Regions from separate parts of the Pan troglodytes genome. Here region 1 is linked to region 2. A link is a contact called in public HiChIP or PLAC-seq data. All regions are on one chromosome and are shown on one strand. The core of a region is the stretch at or near the end of the contact, and the rest is flanking DNA. Distances in the headings are between cores, read along the strand shown. Region 1 holds the start of SLC33A1 (solute carrier family 33 member 1). Region 2 holds the start of PLCH1 (phospholipase C eta 1).

What was found. HiChIP or PLAC-seq counts read pairs in DNA pulled down with a chosen protein or histone mark.
Region 1: a contact with region 2 is called in an H3K4me3 HiChIP or PLAC-seq map of stem cell-derived excitatory neurons, with 6 times the contacts expected there. The contact joins the promoter of SLC33A1 here to the promoter of PLCH1 in region 2. A contact is called at or near these places in 1 of 7 Hi-C or Micro-C datasets (stem cell-derived neural progenitor cells) and 1 of 1 datasets of contacts at active chromatin or transcription factors (stem cell-derived excitatory neurons).

Annotation. Positions count from the first base shown.
Region 1 is chr2:159,063,692-159,067,577 of NHGRI_mPanTro3-v2.0_pri, forward strand. SLC33A1 (solute carrier family 33 member 1) reads right to left here and starts at 1,322. Exons shown (of 7, transcript XM_009446726.5): 1 at 1-1,322. The coding sequence starts at 213.
Region 2 is chr2:158,953,080-158,957,318 of NHGRI_mPanTro3-v2.0_pri, forward strand. It overlaps PLCH1 (phospholipase C eta 1), which reads right to left and starts at 1,458. Exons shown (of 25, transcript XM_063807279.1): 1 at 1,216-1,458.

The sequences.
Region 1 (3,886 bases), core at 72-2,571, 110 kb after region 2:
TTCGGCCCGGAAGCTCTGTGGGGCTTTTAAGAAGTCGCCAGTGCCGGTATCCCCCAGAAGAGCTTCTCTGTCCCCTTCCCGGCCCGCTGAGTCCAAATGACTGTCATCCCAACCGCCTGGCGGCAGGGGACCGCTCTTCATATCCAGAGAGTGACTGAAATTCCCTGGCCGCCGTTGCCGGCTGCTGTCCTTGTGGGAGATGGTGGGTGACATATCAGAGACGATGCAGAGCCCCGTCTGTGGGGGGCCGAGGCTGAGCGTTTTGGATCCGTCCAGTCCCAGGTCCAAGGCTGTCGCGCTGGACCAGGGTTTCGGTGGTTCACGGGATGGTGGCAGGGCTCAGAGCGATAAGGGCACTTCTTACTGCAGCCCGGAGTGCTGAAGCCGGGAGCCAGTCCTCTGGCTAGAGGCCCAGAGGATGCCTGGATAGGTGCCCCCTGGAACGGCGTCAAAGAGCCTGAAGGAGACCCCCGGGCAGCAGCGCCGGGCTCGAGGCTGGAGGTGTGTGCCGTGGTGCCAGGATGGAAACCAGCTCCTACCTGCGGCGGGATCGAACGGCTGGTCTCCCGACCCAACACCTCCAGCTCTCGCTGCTATCAATGCGGCAGAGAGCACTTTCTCTACAGGACTCCAGAAAAAGCATATAACTTCCTGCCTCGCGCTTCAGGAAGTGGTCCCAGTCTCTAACAGGTCCCTTCCCAGCCTCCAGAGCAAGCCAATCAGGGACACGCTCTCGTGGCCCAGTTCGGAAACAATGCTTGGTGGGAACCTGCAATCTTGGCTGCCGGAACCTTCGGGGAGAATTAACGCCGGCGCACCGTGCGGCCGGGGCGGGGCGCCGCCCAAACTCAGGCCCTGTGACAGCGACTGTGGCGGTCTGGAAAGCGTGGGCCTCGGTCATTGGGCACGAGCGGTCACGTGACAGCGGGTTCCTCCAGGCCAGCGCTGGTGGTTGAGTGATGTAATCACGTGGGGTCTGAAGTCTTCGTGGGTGTAGGTTTCTTCGTTATGCTGATGACAGGCAGTGCCCGAACTCTAGGCTGGGAGTTGTGCCATGCTGCTGCTTTCGTGGGCTGACCAGAAAAGGGTAGAAGGATTGACGTTTACGAAGTTTTTGAATCAGGAGGCAAGGTCGCCTTGTGCCCCCAAAAGGGTAGAAAAAGGCCTGGCAAACTGGAGAATCGCGTCCTTACGGTGCCTACATATTTATAGTACGAATTAAACTGCTCAAGGGGTGCTAGGTTTGTCTGCAGTCCGTTTCTCCCTCATGGTGGAAGACGCGTGGGGAAACTTGGTAACCAACTCTAATTACATTGGTGATTGGATGACTCGTTACATCCTGTTTTTATGTTGCAATAAAACGTCTTGTGGCCGGGCGCGGTGGCTCACGCCTGTAATCCCAGCACTTTGGAAGGCCGAGGCGGGCGGATCACCTGAGATTGGGAGTTCAAGATCAGCCTGACCAACAAGGAGAAACCCTTCTCTACTAAGAGACGTACAGGAATTTGAGAATCTGATTAATTTTTTTTCTGCTCTCTCACCTCTGGCAGAAAGATTATTATTATTTTTTCTTTTGAGAGGAATCTCACACTGTCGCCTGGGCTGGTGTTCAGTAGGGCGATCTCGGCTCGCTGCAGCCTCCACCTCCCGGGTTCAAGTGATTCTCCTGCCTCAGCCTCCCGAGTAGCTGGGACTACAGGCACGCGCCACCACGCCCGGCTAATTTTTGTATTTTTAGTAGAGGCGAGGTTTCACTATGTTGGCCAGGCTGGTCTCGAACTCCTGACCTCGTGATCCGCCTGCCTCGGCCTCCCAAAGTGCTGGGATTACAAACGTAATGGCAGGCTAGGCACAGTGGCTCACGCCTATATCCCAGCACTTTGGGAGGCCGAGGCGGGTGGATCACGAGGTCAAGAGATTGAGACCATCCTGGCCAACACGGTGAAACCCCGTCTCTACTAAAAATACAAAAAATTAGCTCGGCCTGGTGGCGCGCGCCTGTAGCCCCAGCTACTTGGGAGGCTGAGACAGGAGACTCGCTTGAACCTGGGAGGCGGAGGTTGCAGTGAACCGGGATCGTGCCACTGCAATCCAACCTGGCGACAGAGTGAGACTCCGTCTGAAAAAAAAAAAAAAAAGGCAACTGTAAAGTCCTCTAATCTTTGTTAAGTAGAAGAATAGATTGCAGAAAAGAACAGTGTTGGCCGGGCGCGGTGGCTCACACCTGTAATCCCAACACTTTGAGAGGCTGAGGCGGGCAGATCACTTGAGGTCAGGGGTTCAAGACAAGCCTGGCCAATATGGTGAAACCCTGTCTCTACTAAAAATACAAAAATCAGCTGGGTGTGGTGGCTCATGCCTGTAGTCCCAGATACTCGGGAGGCTGGGGCTGGAGAATCGTTTGAACCCGGGAGGCGGAGGTTGCAGTGAGCCGAGATCATGCCATTGCACTCCAGTCTGGGTGTTAAAGAAAAGAACGGTGTCATTTAAGTCCAATCAAGATTCAACCAAAACAACTATGAGTGGGATTTATATTGTGCTGGATTCAAACCCTGGCTCTAACAGTAGTTGTGCCTTGGACAGATTACTTAACCTAAGCCTCCATTTTGATGAAAATAAAATAGAGTTCATAACATCTATTTCAGAGTGTTGTGGGAGTTAAAGGAAGCAGCCAATAAAGCCATTCACAATCAGTAGGTGTTTTTTTCCAAAAAAAAAAGGAAATATTTGATGAGTTTGTATGTCTTGTGTTTGATTTTTTCCCCTTCTTTAATTTGAAATAATTATAGATTCACAGGAAATTGCAAATATAGCAGAGTCCCATATACCCTTCACCCACCTTCCTCTGATCATAGCCTCTTACGTGATTATAGTACAATATTAAAACCAGGAAACCGACATCTGTAAAATATTGTTAACCAGACCACAGGCTTTATTCCAATTTCACCAGTTTTTACATGCACTAGCTTGTGTGTGTGTGTGTGTGTGTGTGTGTGTGTGTGTGTGTCCTGTGTTACCCTTTCATAGTGCTATCCCTTATAGTACTACATATTAATAGTTGCACCAGTCCACTGTCCTCCTCCCTGTTCTTTGGCAATCACTAATTTGTTCTCCACGGCTATACTTACGTCCTTTCAAGAATATTATAAAAGTGGAATCATATAGTATGCAACTTTGGGGATCAACTTTTTTTTTTCATCCACCAAAATGTCCTTGAGATCCATTTAAGATGGTAATATATCAGTATCAATGTATGTCCGTCTTTCTTTTAAATCACAGAGTATTAGTCCATTGTATAGATACCAAATCAGTTTTGAGTTTTTTTCATTTTTTTTTTTTTCTTTTTTGAGATGGAGTTTCGCTCTGTCGCCCAGGCTGGAGTGCAACAGTGTGATCTCGGCTCACTGCAACCTCCACCTCCCGGGTTCAAGTGATTCTCCTGCCTCAGCCTCCTGAGTAGCTGGGACTACAGGTGTGTGCTACCGTGTCCCGCCACATCAGTTTTTAAATAAGGCATCTTCTTGGAAATAATTGATTTCTCCCTACATATAAGAATGATTCCCCTTTAGTGGTTCAATTATCTTCCTATCAAATGTTAAATCTTTAGATCTATGCAGGCAAGAGTTACAAACAATAGGAAAAATGACTGGAGGCAAATATCAGGAAAAGTGTTTTTCATGTTACCCCAATTCAATGTGTATGCATTATTAAAGTGATAAGGTGGGCCAGGGGCAATGGCTTATGCCTGTAATCTCAACACTTTGGGAGGCCAAGGCAGGTGGATCACTTGAGGTCAGGAGTTCAAGACCAGTGTGGCCAAGATGGTAAAACCCTGTCTCTACTAAAAATACAAAAATTATCTGGGTGTGGTGGTGAATGCCTGTAA
Region 2 (4,239 bases), core at 208-2,707:
AAGGTGACCAAAACGCTGAGGCAACTGAAAAAAACTACCGCCTCTTCTGGGAAATCCTTTGTTTCTTTTCACTGGCATTATACTCTGGTCCCTTTTGCAGAGCATCTCCTTGTCATAAACATGCCAATAAACAGGACATGGGTGCTGCTGGGTTGTACAAGCTCTGCTCTTCACCTAGGTTAGGAGGCACAGATTTGTTCTTGTAACGCTCGAGAACAATCACTTCACTGAATTTTCTAACTCCTTACCAGGAAGTAAATGTTTTATTCGTCTCCCCTTTTCGGGACAGAGGGGGATTTCAATTGCTGCCCTAATAACTAATCTCTCACCATTTTCTTCTGTCCGTGATCAAAACGGTAACAAGGGAAGGGAAAAGTTGGGTGTTTTTTTTTTTAATTTAGTTGGTTATTGCTTTAATGCTGAACTCTCAACGTCAAAATGTGATCACAAATTGATTCGCAGAAGGAAACAAATAGAAAAAGCCTCGGGAAGGAGGGGAGAGGGCGTCGCAGACGCTCAACAGGGAACTGGGTTTAGGGGCTCGCGGGGTGGCGTCTCGGACCCGCAGCTCAGTCGCCAAGGAAACGCCGCGCAGGCGCAGAGCGTGCCGCCGCGGGGCCGGCGTTTGCCTCCACCACCCCGCGCCGCTCGGGCGCTCTTGGTTCTTCCCAGGAAAGGGCAATGGAGTATATCCTCCTCGCGCTGAGCACACCTAGTCTCTAAGAGGTCCTGAGCAGGGTCACCGGGCGCAGGAAAAGCTGTGAGACTCCCCAAGTGTAACGGACGCTGCACTCCCCTTGCTGGGAAACGCGGACCTGCTCTCCTGGCGGCGTCTGGCGGTCAGAGAGAGCGTCCCGGGACCCCGCGTGAGGGTGAAGCATCCTGTAGCGAGGCTGGACCTTCCACCGGGCGAAACGCCACCCACCACCACCGCAAGGGACCCGAGAGTTACATTATTTCGCGGACACACACACCGACCCTCATCCTTCTGAATTATGGGACCCTGAAGAGCGGCCGTGGCCAGTTCCCCGCACGGGGCCTTAGGGGATCCCCACGCACAGCACTCACAGTCCTAAACAGGCGTGTCCCGGCTGTGGCTGCCGAGAAAGGAACTCGGGCCACCTGCTCACTCGCTCATCGGACTGGCGTACCAGTTCTCTTTTTCCTGCACACCCCCTTCTCTCCTGGGCCCCTTCTTCCCCCGAAAGCACTGACCTCCTCAGCTTTGAGTGTTCAGTAGCTGAAGGACTCCTCGGAGTCCGTGGCACAAGGAGCCACCTCCGAAGTGCTGGGGTGATGAGTTATTGGCCCCTGTGACTCCAACTCCAAACCCCTGCCAAGGGCCAGAAAAGCCCCCCTAGAAGAGCACTTCTCCCCACTAGCCAGCAGAAGCCCCAGACGAGCGGGGAAGAGCAGGGCGCCGCCGCCACAACCTGCTTTCTCATTCAAATCCTCACGCTCACACAGGAGCCCCCCTCCCTCTCGGCCCCGCAGCTTCCGAGGAAATCAGGAACTGGAGTTGGGGAGAGCGGACTGGAGCGCCCGCTGCCTCCTCTGGCCCGGGCGGGATGGGTGTACGGAACCCTAGGGCTGCACGTGGAACCCCAAGGCTGCACCTGGAACCCTTGGCTTACACTCTCCTGCGGGGCTCCCCGCTTGGCAAGGGCCAGAAGCACTGGGAATGAAGTCCTTTTACTCCCCCGCAAGTTTCAAAAGTTTCCAAACCCAGGGTAACCCCTCGGGGCTGTAGCCAGAGGGCCTCGGTGGTGGGGGGGTAAAGGAGTTGGAGAAACAAAGTTGGAGGTGAAGGGCGCAGGGAATGGGAACTGCGTGCAACTTGCACCAAAGTAAAAAGTGTTCTCAAACGTCCGTCTTACCTCCTTTAAAAAAAAATTTTTTTTTTCTAAGAATATAGCATCTGTCGATGCCGCAAATTAAAGAGATCTACTCTGAGTGAATGGGAACTGCGTGCAACTTGCACCAAAGTAAAAAGTGTTCTCAAACGCCCGTCTTACCTCCTTTAAAAAAAAAAAAATTTCTAAGAATATAGCATCTGTCGATGCCGCAAATTAAAGAGATCTACTCTGAGTGAAGTGCAACTAAAATTGAGAGCGTGTAAATGGTAACACTTTGCTTTTATTTACCCCCAGTCTCTTCATTTGGAAATGCTACTCCTTGGCATTAACAGGCCACTTATTCACTTAGATCCGTTTAGTGGCTGGTTGACTCAAGCGGGCAACCTGCCGGGAGTAAGAAGGCGGCGGTGGCAGAGGAAAGCTTGCACGAAGCAGGCACTCAAGTGTTGATGAAACGATGAAATCTACTGAATGCACTGAAAGGATGAGTGACCAGCTTGGGGCGGATGCTGGAACCGCCGCTGGCCTACACGGCCGCGGTGTGATCCGGCTTCTGGATTCCAGGATTTACATTTATCAGCCTTCATTCAACCTGCCCTATTGTTAGTTCAAAGCCTGGCTGGGAAGGAGTGGGGACGCAGCTCTTCACTCACCTTTCAGTTTAAAATAATCCTCCAATAAGAATGTCCTAGGAAAGCTGGCAGCATGGGGTTGGCAGGGATTTTCTGGGCTTAGTGACAACATAAACTAAAGTCATTTTCTTTTTTCATGCGTGAATTTGCCCAAGAAGTTACAAACGAGTAAGTTACAAATGAGTGCCTGAGATTGGAGCTCGGGGCCTTGGCTGCCTGTCCTCTTTGACAGACAGTGTGGAGGGTGGTAGCACTGTGACCTCTCAGCGCAAGATCTAGGGTTTCACCTTTTCATCCCACTTAGCCGATACCATAGAAACAACCCATTTGTATTATTCAATTCAACAGAGGCAATTACAATGTCACAGCAAAGCACTATGGGCAAGAAGAAACTTTGTCCTGAAAACAATCCTAGACTCTCAGAAAAAAGAAAAAAGCCACCAGAATACCCACTTGAATTTCTTCCTGCCAATAGTACCAGGAAGAAATCAATTTGGAAAAAATGTAGGTAAGGTCTTTTGCCTCTATAGAAAGAAACCTCCCCAAATTTACTTGTTTTTGTTTTTGTTTTTTTGCATGCCCATACACAAGCCTCAATTTATAAGAAATTAAGTCATTAACCCTCTGCCTCCAAACTGCTTTATATTTTGTAAACAAGCTTGTTGGAGATTTGTTTTGCTGGTAACCTCCATGGTGACTAGAAAAGCCAAAAAAAAAAAAAAAAAAAAAACCACCGAGATAATCCCTCAACAGCAGCAGTTCACCCCCTAACCTCCGGTGTTTGTCTTTCTCGAGTCTGAAAAAATGCAGATGCACATGTTGAAATAAACTCAGACACAAAGTTCATAATAAGAGCACTTGTTTGCTATGCATTCTTTATTTTGATAGTTTTAATCAACTCCCATAATTTTGTAAACTTTTAAATTTTTAAATTGTGTGATATTTCAAACCTACCAAAAACAGGATATATACCATGTAATACTCCTGCTCCCCCCAGCCCTTCTTTTTTAAATAAAGCATTACAGATATAGCTAAACCCCACCTCCTGACTCGTTACCCACACCCCTTCCCAAAGGTAATAATTCTGAAGTTGGTATGAGTCATAATTATGCATGTTCTTAAATGTTTAGGACATTTATACATCCATAATCTTTTAATGTAGCTTTTCTCTCCAAGTCGTTTTAACATTATTTATCTGAGAAAAATCACTAAAACAATTAATTAATTAATTAATTGGAGAAAATTACTAAAAACAAGAAAATGTGTTACATTGCTAAGTTTTTAGAAGCAGGACAGAACTATTTTTCCTGCTTGTGACAATCAGAGTATGGAATAATAACAAAGGGATTAGACAGTGGGTAATAAGCAGCCTCTCTAGGTTACACAAACTCTTCCATGGTTACCAAAGAATAAATAGAAAAACAAAACAAATAATACCCTCCTCTTTCACTGGTTAAAGGGGAACTGGAGAAAATGAGATCTGCATTAAAACTTCTTTGGGCAGGTAAGACAAACATCCTACATGGTAGTAAAGTACCTTTTCTAGAGGATCTCTTGGTCATGCAAGCTATGATCTTTTAGTAAGGATTTACCACTTTTCCAAGTATAAAGAACTCCTGCTGGTAGCTCAATACAAGGTTGAAATCCGCCTGGCTGAAAAGTCTGGGGTTGAATTAGCCCTGCCTCTTCAAGCACAGGGACATCCATCTGTACAGTAGTTACAAAAATCTTTTGCTGTGATTCTTTGACTT